2 separate regions of the Mus musculus genome follow, and region 1 is linked to region 2. Evidence: chromatin contacts called from public HiCAR-type data. All regions are on one chromosome and are shown on one strand. The core of a region is the stretch at or near the end of the contact, and the rest is flanking DNA. Distances in the headings are between cores, read along the strand shown.

Evidence for each region. HiCAR-type assays count read pairs that join an accessible place to other places.
Region 1: a HiCAR-type map of embryonic stem cells shows a contact between it and region 2, with 4 times the contacts expected there. The contact joins two enhancer-like sites. A contact is called at or near these places in 6 of 39 promoter capture datasets (the 3T3-L1 cell line, cranial neural crest, hematopoietic stem and progenitor cells and 2 more), 1 of 484 Hi-C or Micro-C datasets (bone marrow-derived macrophages), 6 of 115 datasets of contacts at active chromatin or transcription factors (bone marrow-derived macrophages, embryonic basal ganglia, embryonic stem cells and 1 more) and 3 of 9 other capture datasets (embryonic stem cells, liver and pancreatic islet).

Annotation. Positions count from the first base shown.
Region 1 is chr6:54,280,678-54,285,101 of GRCm38.p6, forward strand. The region is part of intron 7 of Chn2 (chimerin 2); the gene reads left to right. The region is part of intron 13 of 9130019P16Rik (RIKEN cDNA 9130019P16 gene); the gene reads right to left. Among named protein-coding and RNA genes, the nearest start is that of Gm15527, 28 kb to the left of the region's middle. Within about 2 kb of position 2,829, at least 35 of the 459 cell types and tissues checked have an H3K27ac peak or open chromatin away from gene starts, as enhancers often do. A contact at or near this core is called in bone marrow-derived macrophages and embryonic stem cells, where this site is marked.
Region 2 is chr6:53,800,082-53,804,763 of GRCm38.p6, forward strand. No RefSeq gene overlaps it. Among named protein-coding and RNA genes, the nearest start is that of Tril, 18 kb to the right of the region's middle. Within about 2 kb of position 1,595, at least 84 of the 459 cell types and tissues checked have an H3K27ac peak or open chromatin away from gene starts, as enhancers often do. A contact at or near this core is called in bone marrow-derived macrophages and embryonic stem cells, where this site is marked.

The DNA of each region.
Region 1 (4,424 bases), core at 1,579-4,078, 480 kb after region 2:
ATATGTCCTTTGAATTATTTGGTACAAAGCCCCTTTCCTATAACTACATCTATTCATCAGTTTTTGCAAATACATGTTGAACTCTTTATAATGGTGGAATTGTCAACTTTTCCCTTATAAACTTTCCTGTGTTTACTTTAGATTTTTGAAACGGGGTTGTCATATTGGTGTATAAGCTCAAAGTGGTTATATCTTTCTGGTAAAATTTACTAATTGCTAGGCTGTTTTCATTGCTTAACATGCAAATAGGTCTACCTGACTTATTGGGTTCGCCTGGCTAACTAGCATTTCTGAGGTGCATCTTTTTGGTTGTGATATTTCTCTTGGTATTGTGTTTTGAGAGTGTTTCTTGTAAATATTTGTTAACTAGCATCTACAAGTCTGTTTGTCCTGAGTGTGCTCACTAGAGAACTATAAATATTTTACAGATGCACACTGATCTCATTGCTTTTCCTCTTTCTTACTTTTTATCGCCATGATCAAATCTGTTTGTCATTTGTCCCCTGTGTATATTTTTCTTAATTTATAGATTCTGGGCCTTTATTCTATATGCTCAAAAAACCCATTATGTGTGTGATTACTTAAAACGTCCCTCAGCTAATAAATAGCTCTTCTTACATCTCCCAAACTCTAAGGCTCAGGGAAGGCCTCCGTTCTCTCCTGCGTTCAGTCCTTTTCATCTCCCACCCTATTCTGGAGACACTGAAGTGATTCTTCTTCGTGCTGATGTCTTATGCAGGTAGAACTGAGGGGCTGGCCCATTTTCTTCCTCTCAGTCACCACTGCATCCTGGCCTGGCAGGAACTCCTTCCTCTGGTTCCTGCCCCGCATAGAAGCATAGCCTTTATCTCTTCCCATGAGGCTTGAAAATCCTCATTGTCTATCAGAAAGTATCAATTTACCCTTCTCTATAATCAAGTGGGTATGAAAGTTAGGCTCACGATGTGATGGAGTTATACTATGATCTCTCATCTCATTTTTACTGAGGAAAAAAGTCTGTCTTCGCCCTAATTGCTATCCTTTTCCATGTAAGTGGCTTGGTTATTGCTCTGTCTTCAGGTCTCAGGTTTGAGCAGCTTTGCCGTAATCTGTGTTGAGATAGATTGTTTTTTTATTTACTTTGCTTGGGACTCATTTCACTTTGCTTAATCTGATGTTTCTGGGCCTTTTACTGATCCTGGAAAGTTTTATGTATTCTTCTCTTTCAGTATTGCATCTGTCCATTCCCAATACCCTACCTTCTCACAGCTCCTCGGAGTCCTCATGCCTCTGTGTGCATTGCCGTGTTGTTGTGCATCTGCAATGACTTGTACCAAACCTATTGACAGTTCAACTTGCCCCTATTCTCCATCTGCAGTGACTAATGTCAATCCATTGCCCTGCTGTACATTTATCACTATTGACACTATTATCACTATTGACACTTCAACTTGCCCCAGTGACTTCTACCTTTTAAAAATATTGTCTCTTGAGGCCCCAACTCCCTGTGCTGTCCTCTTTCCCTGAGTGACATCATGGCCAAGTTTCTTCCTGTAGTACTGGGGACAAAAACTAAGACCTCACGCACACTAAACTGCCACTGAGCTACATCCCAAGACTTCGTTCACCTTTTATGTTTTAGCTCTTACTGTGCTTTTTTAATTATTATTATAATTTTCTTTTTGAGAAATTACATGCATAAAATGGAATGTGATCAGATTCCCTTTCCAGGGAATTGCTGGCAGTTGATAACTATTGGAAATGGAAGAATCTCTCTTTTTTGAGGGTGTGGCCGCTGGTAGATTTATCATACTCCAGCGATGACTCTGTGCCCATGGACTTGTGGCCAGAACTAACTGGATGGAGTAGCTTTTCTTTTGTTTTTTGAGATGGTCTTGCCCAGAGAACTTTGACCTTTCACTTCTCCTTCTTCAGTCCCCCTGAGCCACCAGGCCTGACTAGCCAAGCTCCACCAGGCTTGGCTAGCCAAACTCCTTCACAGATTTTCCAATATTTCTCTCTGGTTCTTGGTTTTACACTTGTTCTTCAGCTCAGACTTAACCCTTAAATCTGGGTTCAATCTCCAAAGAGACTTTTCCTGACAAGGTGCCTCCCTAATAGGGCATCTTACCAATATTCAGCATGGTAGCCCACACCTTCCCTGAGGCAGTCTCTACCTGCTGGTTTCTGAAATGACCTTATTCTCTTGGTCATCTTTAAGTAGTGGGGAATGGAGGGCCGGAACAAGCTCTCTCTTTTTGCTTCCTGCCTTCTGCTCTCTACCCCTAATTCCTCTCAATCCATTTATTTGTCCAACTTAAAACATCACCTATATTTTTCAGGCATGGCCGCATGCATCTCTACAGCCCCCACTCCTCCTCTAAGCAACCAGCTTCATGTGACTTCCTGCTTGAACTAACAGATTGGCACCAGAGCATTATCTTTAGCCTAAGCCAACGCCTACACTTCTCCCCACAAGAGCATCTGCCCCACCTCATCAAATGGCATCCCCCTCCCCCTCGAGACTCACACACATTCTCCCTCCTTGTACCTAAGTCAACATCTAGTAATGTACAAACTGTACAAATTCTATCTTGCAAACAGGCCTAATGTGGGCCCTTACCATCTCTCCTGCCAGCACTCTGCTTTGAGCCTCTCTCATTCCTCAAGTAGACTTTTAAGTAGTTCCCAAGCCTGCTCCATGGGAGACAGACACCCTCTCACCCATGCTCAACACAGGTTCAAAATCATCTCTAGAAAGCATCACTTCTCTACTTCTAGCCCTTTGGGAGTGCCTTGTTGAGCCTACTCCAAATCCACATCACAAAGGAAGTGTGAGGTGCCCCCTGTGGCTTTCCTTTTCCTGTCTCCCCTTGTCCTCTCCTCCTCTCTGTTCTAGTCAGTCTTGAGTTGCCTAGTCACACCAAGCTCTTTTGTTCCTACAGCATCGGCCATAATTCCTTCTGCCCCACTGTTCCCTGTCCTTCCCCTACAAAGCCCTATTCTTCTCCCATTAAATCTTCCAGGACCATGGAGGAAAGTGCCCCTCCCCCTTTCTTGCTATAGGAGCAGCCCCACCTTTCTGCTGTAGCCCCCTGTCATACCATTTCTCTTGTATCTTATACATTAATTTTTGCCTTGTAGTGCAACTTTAACAGTATTTTTGATGATTTTTTAAATTAGGTATTATCTTCATTTACATTTCAAATGCTATCCCAAAAGTCCCCCATACCCTCCCGTCCCCACTCACCTATCCACCCACTCCCACTTCTTGGCCCTGGTGTTCCCCTGTACTGAGGCATATTAAAAAAAAAACTTGTTATTTTTGTTTGTTGTTGTTGTTGTTATTGTTGTTGTTGTTTTTCGAGACAGGGTTTCTCTGTATAGCCCTGGCTGTCCTGGAACTCACTCTGAAGACCAGGCTGGCCTCGAACTCAGAAATCCGCCTGCCTCTGCCTCCCGAGTGCTGGAATTAAAGGCATGCGCCACCACGCCTGGCTTTCAACAGTATATTAATAATCAATTTTCCTGCCAAAATTGACTAGCTCCTTTTGCACTTTTTCTAGTAAAACATTAATGGTTGTTGAACTCAGAAACGTGTTCAGCTCTCGGTGGCTCATTTTCCTCAACGGTTCTTGTAGTCTGGAGTTCTGTGTCCATAGGCCTAGAAATGAGTCATGGCAGTGGCCTCTGAAAACGCAAGTGCCTCATGGATTCTCTGCATTCCTGCCAGGAATGCTTTGTCGTGGGGGTAGTTTCATACCCGAACAGAACACTTCTCCATTTAGCTTCCAAGAACAGAGGAGGTCGGCACATTCAGGGTGGTATGGCCATAAATGCACTTCTCCATTTAGGTGAAAGCTATTTTTGAGACCAGTGTCACCATTTTTTTCAGAACAGGAACAATGTCCTGGGCAACTGGATGAGCTAACATACCAGAAAGGCAATTATAGCGTAGTTTTACTGCGCAGCTCCATGGCCATAGGCGCTCCTTCACGTTCATTGCCATGCCTTCTCTTCCTCTTGCCATTCAGCCTCGAGTTCCATTGGAAGGCTGATTTGGCTTGCCACTCTGTAGACATGGTTGCCAGCCTGTGTAGATGAACAAAGAAATTGATGGGCTGCTCCTGAATTGATGGGCTGCTCCTGAATTGATGAGCCTCTCCTTCTTCGGGAGTCTCAGGTCCGCAGCTTCTCCTCAGGAAACACTCACCTTCCCACACTGGGATCGTATTTTTTACATTGGTTTGTTTGTTTGTTAACTAAAAATAGTGTTCCTTGAAATTAGTACATTGGCCTCCTAGCTTGTTAAAAATAATATTGTCTGTCTCACCTTACCTGTTCATTGGAGTTTAAAGAAAGTTTGAACAGGCTTTGTAACAACCCAATCCAGCCCCTTCTCACATAGATTCATGGCCTCCTCGCTACGGTGAGTTTTGGCTCAT
Region 2 (4,682 bases), core at 345-2,844:
CTAGCCTTTGTTGTATAAGCCTGACTTCTCAGCTTAAAGCTACTGGTTAAATAAAAGTGGCTACAGTCAATTACTGGGGAGAATGGAGGTAGGTGGAGTTTCAGTTACCCGGCTAGGGACCATGAGGAGAGGAAAGAAAAGGGGAAGGACGTCTAGGAGAGGGAGACAGAGAAGAGAAGGTCCTCATTAGCTGTGATGGACCAGGAGCATGTACCTGAAGTGGAGCAGACCCTGAGGACAGGCTGATGGAACAGAAATAACCTGGGGAGACCCAAACTGCAAGTCCTCGGCAAGCATAGCTGGGGAATTAACAGTCTAGCACTAGAAAACTAGATGAGGGGAAATTCCCCTAGTAATTGTGCCAAAGCCAAATAAATCATTGCCTGAGTCTCATTCACTTGGAAGCTAACAGGGATAGAAAGAATTCAAATACTCTACATATATATATTAACATACAGAAATACCAAAATGTGTTTACGTATTCTATTCTTTTGTTTCCACTGAAAAATACTGCTATAAACATTTTTGTACATACTATTTGCTATGCATGTGTACAAGAGTGCCATTGCTATATTAGTAGAGCACAGAATATAGTATTCTATTTTTTAGTAGAGCACAGAATATAGAATATAGTATTCTATTTTTTAGTATAGCTGCAGCCTTAGTACAGGGCAGGGCTGGAGCAGATGTGGATTGCAGTCTGAAACAGTGTGTGGTCCTGGGAGGGAACACTGATGCAATATGGAAAAGTCTGGGATTTAGTTCATAGCAGTTTGTCACTGACTTTTGTAATTTTGAAAAATGTACATAGTTTATAAGATGCCAACATTAGAAGGAACCAAGTGAGCAGAAGCAGATGAGACCTCACTATATGATTTTGAACCTTACACGAAAGTCTAAAGTGATTCCAAAATTAAGAGATTTTCTTAGCATGGACTTCACTAAGAATTACTGGATTTGAGCAAGCAAACAGCGTTGAAGAGCTAACAGGGCTCCCAGCTTTCTGAGTCGAATGTCTGTGTCTGTGTTTAGGAGACTCGGATTCATTATCTTTGCACAGAACCTGGTACTGAGTCCATCTCATCCTGATGGGACAAGGTAGAAGCCTGGCGAACCAGGATTTACACAGTTCTGTCACCACTCACCAACTGTCTAATCATTGAGGTGTAACATTTATAAAATGAGTAATGAAGTAATGGAGTTCTAGAGACCCCAAGATTCTCAAAGACGGTATCACCAAAAACCTAGTGCAGGACTCCTACGGCTTTGTGTTTAGCTGACCCAAACACCTCACAGTCAGTTGGACTATTTCCTGTAAATGATAATGGTGACAATGGGGACTATTGTTCTTGACATCAGCTACACCCTTGGTCTCTTTGGAAGACAGAGACCAAAGGTATAGGAAATAAAGTCTCAAGTTCTCCCTTTCTTAAGGGACTACACTAGCTTGCCCATTTGAAAACAGTTGCCAACTTCCTTGCCCTTCCTGTGTTAAAAAAAAGTTAGAGTTGGCATTTCCACAGGCTGCTGTACTGAGAGACAGCTACTGACTGCCTGTAGAGAGCCCCCACCCCCAACCCCGAGCTCTACTGTGATGTGTGTGTAAACCCTTTCTGGGTGGCCCCATTTCTAGCTAGCTACCCAGTGCAGGCTCCTGAATGGCTTGGATCCTTTCTATGTGCCCTACTTTCTGACCAGCCACCCTGTGCAGGCTCTGTAACTGCTGGGGTGCTCGGTGAAATCCCTTTTCTACCAGGGGCAGGAAGCTGTGAAGGCAAAATATGAATACTTTCCAGAATTATGTTTTACAGGAAACAGAGGGACAGTGAAATGCTCTGTTCTGGGTCCTGAGAGTTCCGTCTCATTGTAATGTGATCATCCACCCCTAATCTTGGCTGGTGCTGAAGCAGGGAGTCACCGCGTGCCAGCACCCTGGGTCTGATGAAATAATGTGAATAGCTTAGGATGTTTCCAAGCCTTGGGAATAAGGTCATGGAAAAGGCACTGGTGTGGGGGTTGGGGAGGGTGAATCGAAATGGAAATAGGGAAGGACTGAGGCCACTCTGCTGCAACAGAAGAAGGAGGGGCTTTACGGAAGGGCTGACCACAGGAGCTAGGTCAAGGCCAAAGAGAGAGAAACTGTGGCTCATTCTTTGGAAGATGTTAGCCATTCTGCAGTGACTCACTGCTAGGCCAGCTCTTAACCCTTCATCCTGGAGGAACTAATGCTAACGGATAAACAATAAGGAAGAGAACACATCACAAAAGGAGCTGCTGAGTAAGAAAACTGGGAATTGCTGGGGTGATCCAGGGGGAATCTTTGAAGCAAGAAGTAGAGCCACCCAGAACTACAGCAGTCCCTGGCTTGCTTCAGTCTCAGTCTCTGCTCCCCGAATCCCACCTCCAATGCTCTGGGTGCATGGCTGAGCAGAGTGGCCCCAAACTCCCTGTGCTCGCCCTCCTGAGCTCCAGCACAGCAGCTGCTGCTGCTGTTCAACTCTAAGAGGTTCCACTATGCCCACCTCAGAAAGGGAGTTGACATCCTGGTGTGGTCCTGAAGTCAGCCCCATGAATCTAGGCTTACAGCTCTTCCCGAAGTGTTGAAAGAGGAGGTAATTCTCACAGCAAGAAATGGGGCCTATAGAGGCCCTCAAAGACCACACACTGTTGGTATCAGGACCTCTGAAACCCGTGACATCACATAGGTTCGACCCACACACCTGTTGCCAAGGCAAGAGCCACCATATTCCCAGAATCCACTTGGCTCACCTCCTATCTTTACCTGTGACTATGTCACCATCCATATATAAAAAAAGCCCCCTTCCATATCTCTCTCTCTCTCTCTCTCTCTTTCCCCATTCTCTTTCCGAGGCCACCTTGCCCTTCTCTCTCTCAATAAACCTCATGTGGAACTGTTTGACCTGGTGTGGTCTTTCTGAAGCCGCAGGAAAATCACACAACACACCACATACCACACACCACACACCACACACCACATGTGGAAAACGCCCCTCCCAGCAAATTCAGAAAGCAGTTCCTTAGTCATCTTCTTTGGTGGCTCCTTCATTCACTAGTTTTAATTCATCTGCTTGGATACTGGGATTCTGACAAACAGGAAAAGACCATGAAGGAGGCTAATAATGGCTGCCCTTCTGTAAGGCCCTAGCTCTCCTGTAGCAGCTTAGTGGCCTTAGCCCTTCCCTACTTTCATCAAGATTGACTCCCTAGCCAGTGCTGTTGTTTCCCTGACCTTATTATTCCCAAGGGCATAGAAGCATCCTAACATTCAAGCTGTCTGTGGATGGATTGGAGTCTATGGCTAGCTAGCTCTGGGCTACCTTGGTGTCTTTTTCCTGCTATTCCTACTGGAATTACACACTATGGAAGAAATGTTACCAAAATCTGCAAGCCTAGACAAAAGTCGGCAGCTCTCTAGCCAGACTGGCTTTCTAGTATGTCACTCAGGGGTGGAAGTCACAAATGGCAGAAGCTGTTCCTGGTAGATATGCTAGGAGTGAGATGAGAGCCGGTGGTAGGAAAGCTGAGTCTAACGAATGAGACAATGTGAGCCTCGCCTTCTCTGATGGGTGACCGTGATTAAGTGTTAACCAGACCTTCTGATGTTATACCCTATTCAAGTCTCCACTGTGGATGGCAACCCAAGGCCACAGGCAGTGAGCATCTGTGAGTGCCAGTGGATCCATGCCATGGCCTTGGGAGGCTCTACCAGCCCTGCTTCCTCCCTAAGTACCATTGCCCAGAGGCCAGGTGTATTGTGGGAGCCACAACAGTATCATGTAATTAAGTTAAAATGTCTCAGCTACATCTCAGGCATATTCCTTTATGACCAGAACAAAAGGTCATTTGGTGAAGTAATTTTTGGTGGGGAAATCTGTAGCATCTATAACTAAATGAATGCTTAGGGTTGGTTTGCTTGTATTTCCATCTCCCATTATACTTGCTTTGCAAGTCTCCAAAACTCATGTTCCCTAATTTATGATCACTCCCAGCAATCCTCTGGGATCCAGCAACTGAACTTCACTGTCATTATCACTATATCCACCAACAAGCATCTCTTCCTGAGTAGAATCGGTCAAAGGCCCATTGTGCTCAAAGGATTTGTGTCGGGGTGGAAGTTAGTCTTGAACGAGAAAGGCATGACACTCCTCTGACCACTGAGACTGGCTGCCACGTGTTAGCTGGGTGCACATGAGGCTGTGTAGTCAGGCCATAGCTGAACATCTTCCTCAGCTGGCAGAGTCTGGAAATACTTAGTGAAAATAAAAAGAGAATATGCCAAAGGGGGGCTCCCATCAGACGACTACATTGTGAGTCACTGCCTAACAGACACGCCTCAGGGGAACAAGTCTACATACTTGGTAGAGGGCCAGGACATTCTGTCACAAGATGCTAAAGTTCTATCTAGTAAATAAATAGATAGATAAATAAATAAATAAATAAATAAAGACAGAAAAGCAGACAGACAGACATGCAGACAGACAAGATGGAAGGATAGATGGAAGGAAGGAAGGAAGGAAGGAAGGAAGGAAGGAAGGAAAGAAGGAAGGTTGGTTACATTTTCCTCAAACTCCAAAGGGAAATGGAAATGAAAGTCAGAATTTTAAATGCATCTTTGTGTGACAAGGGACAGTCATCTAAACCTCGTCTCACTTAAAACTGGT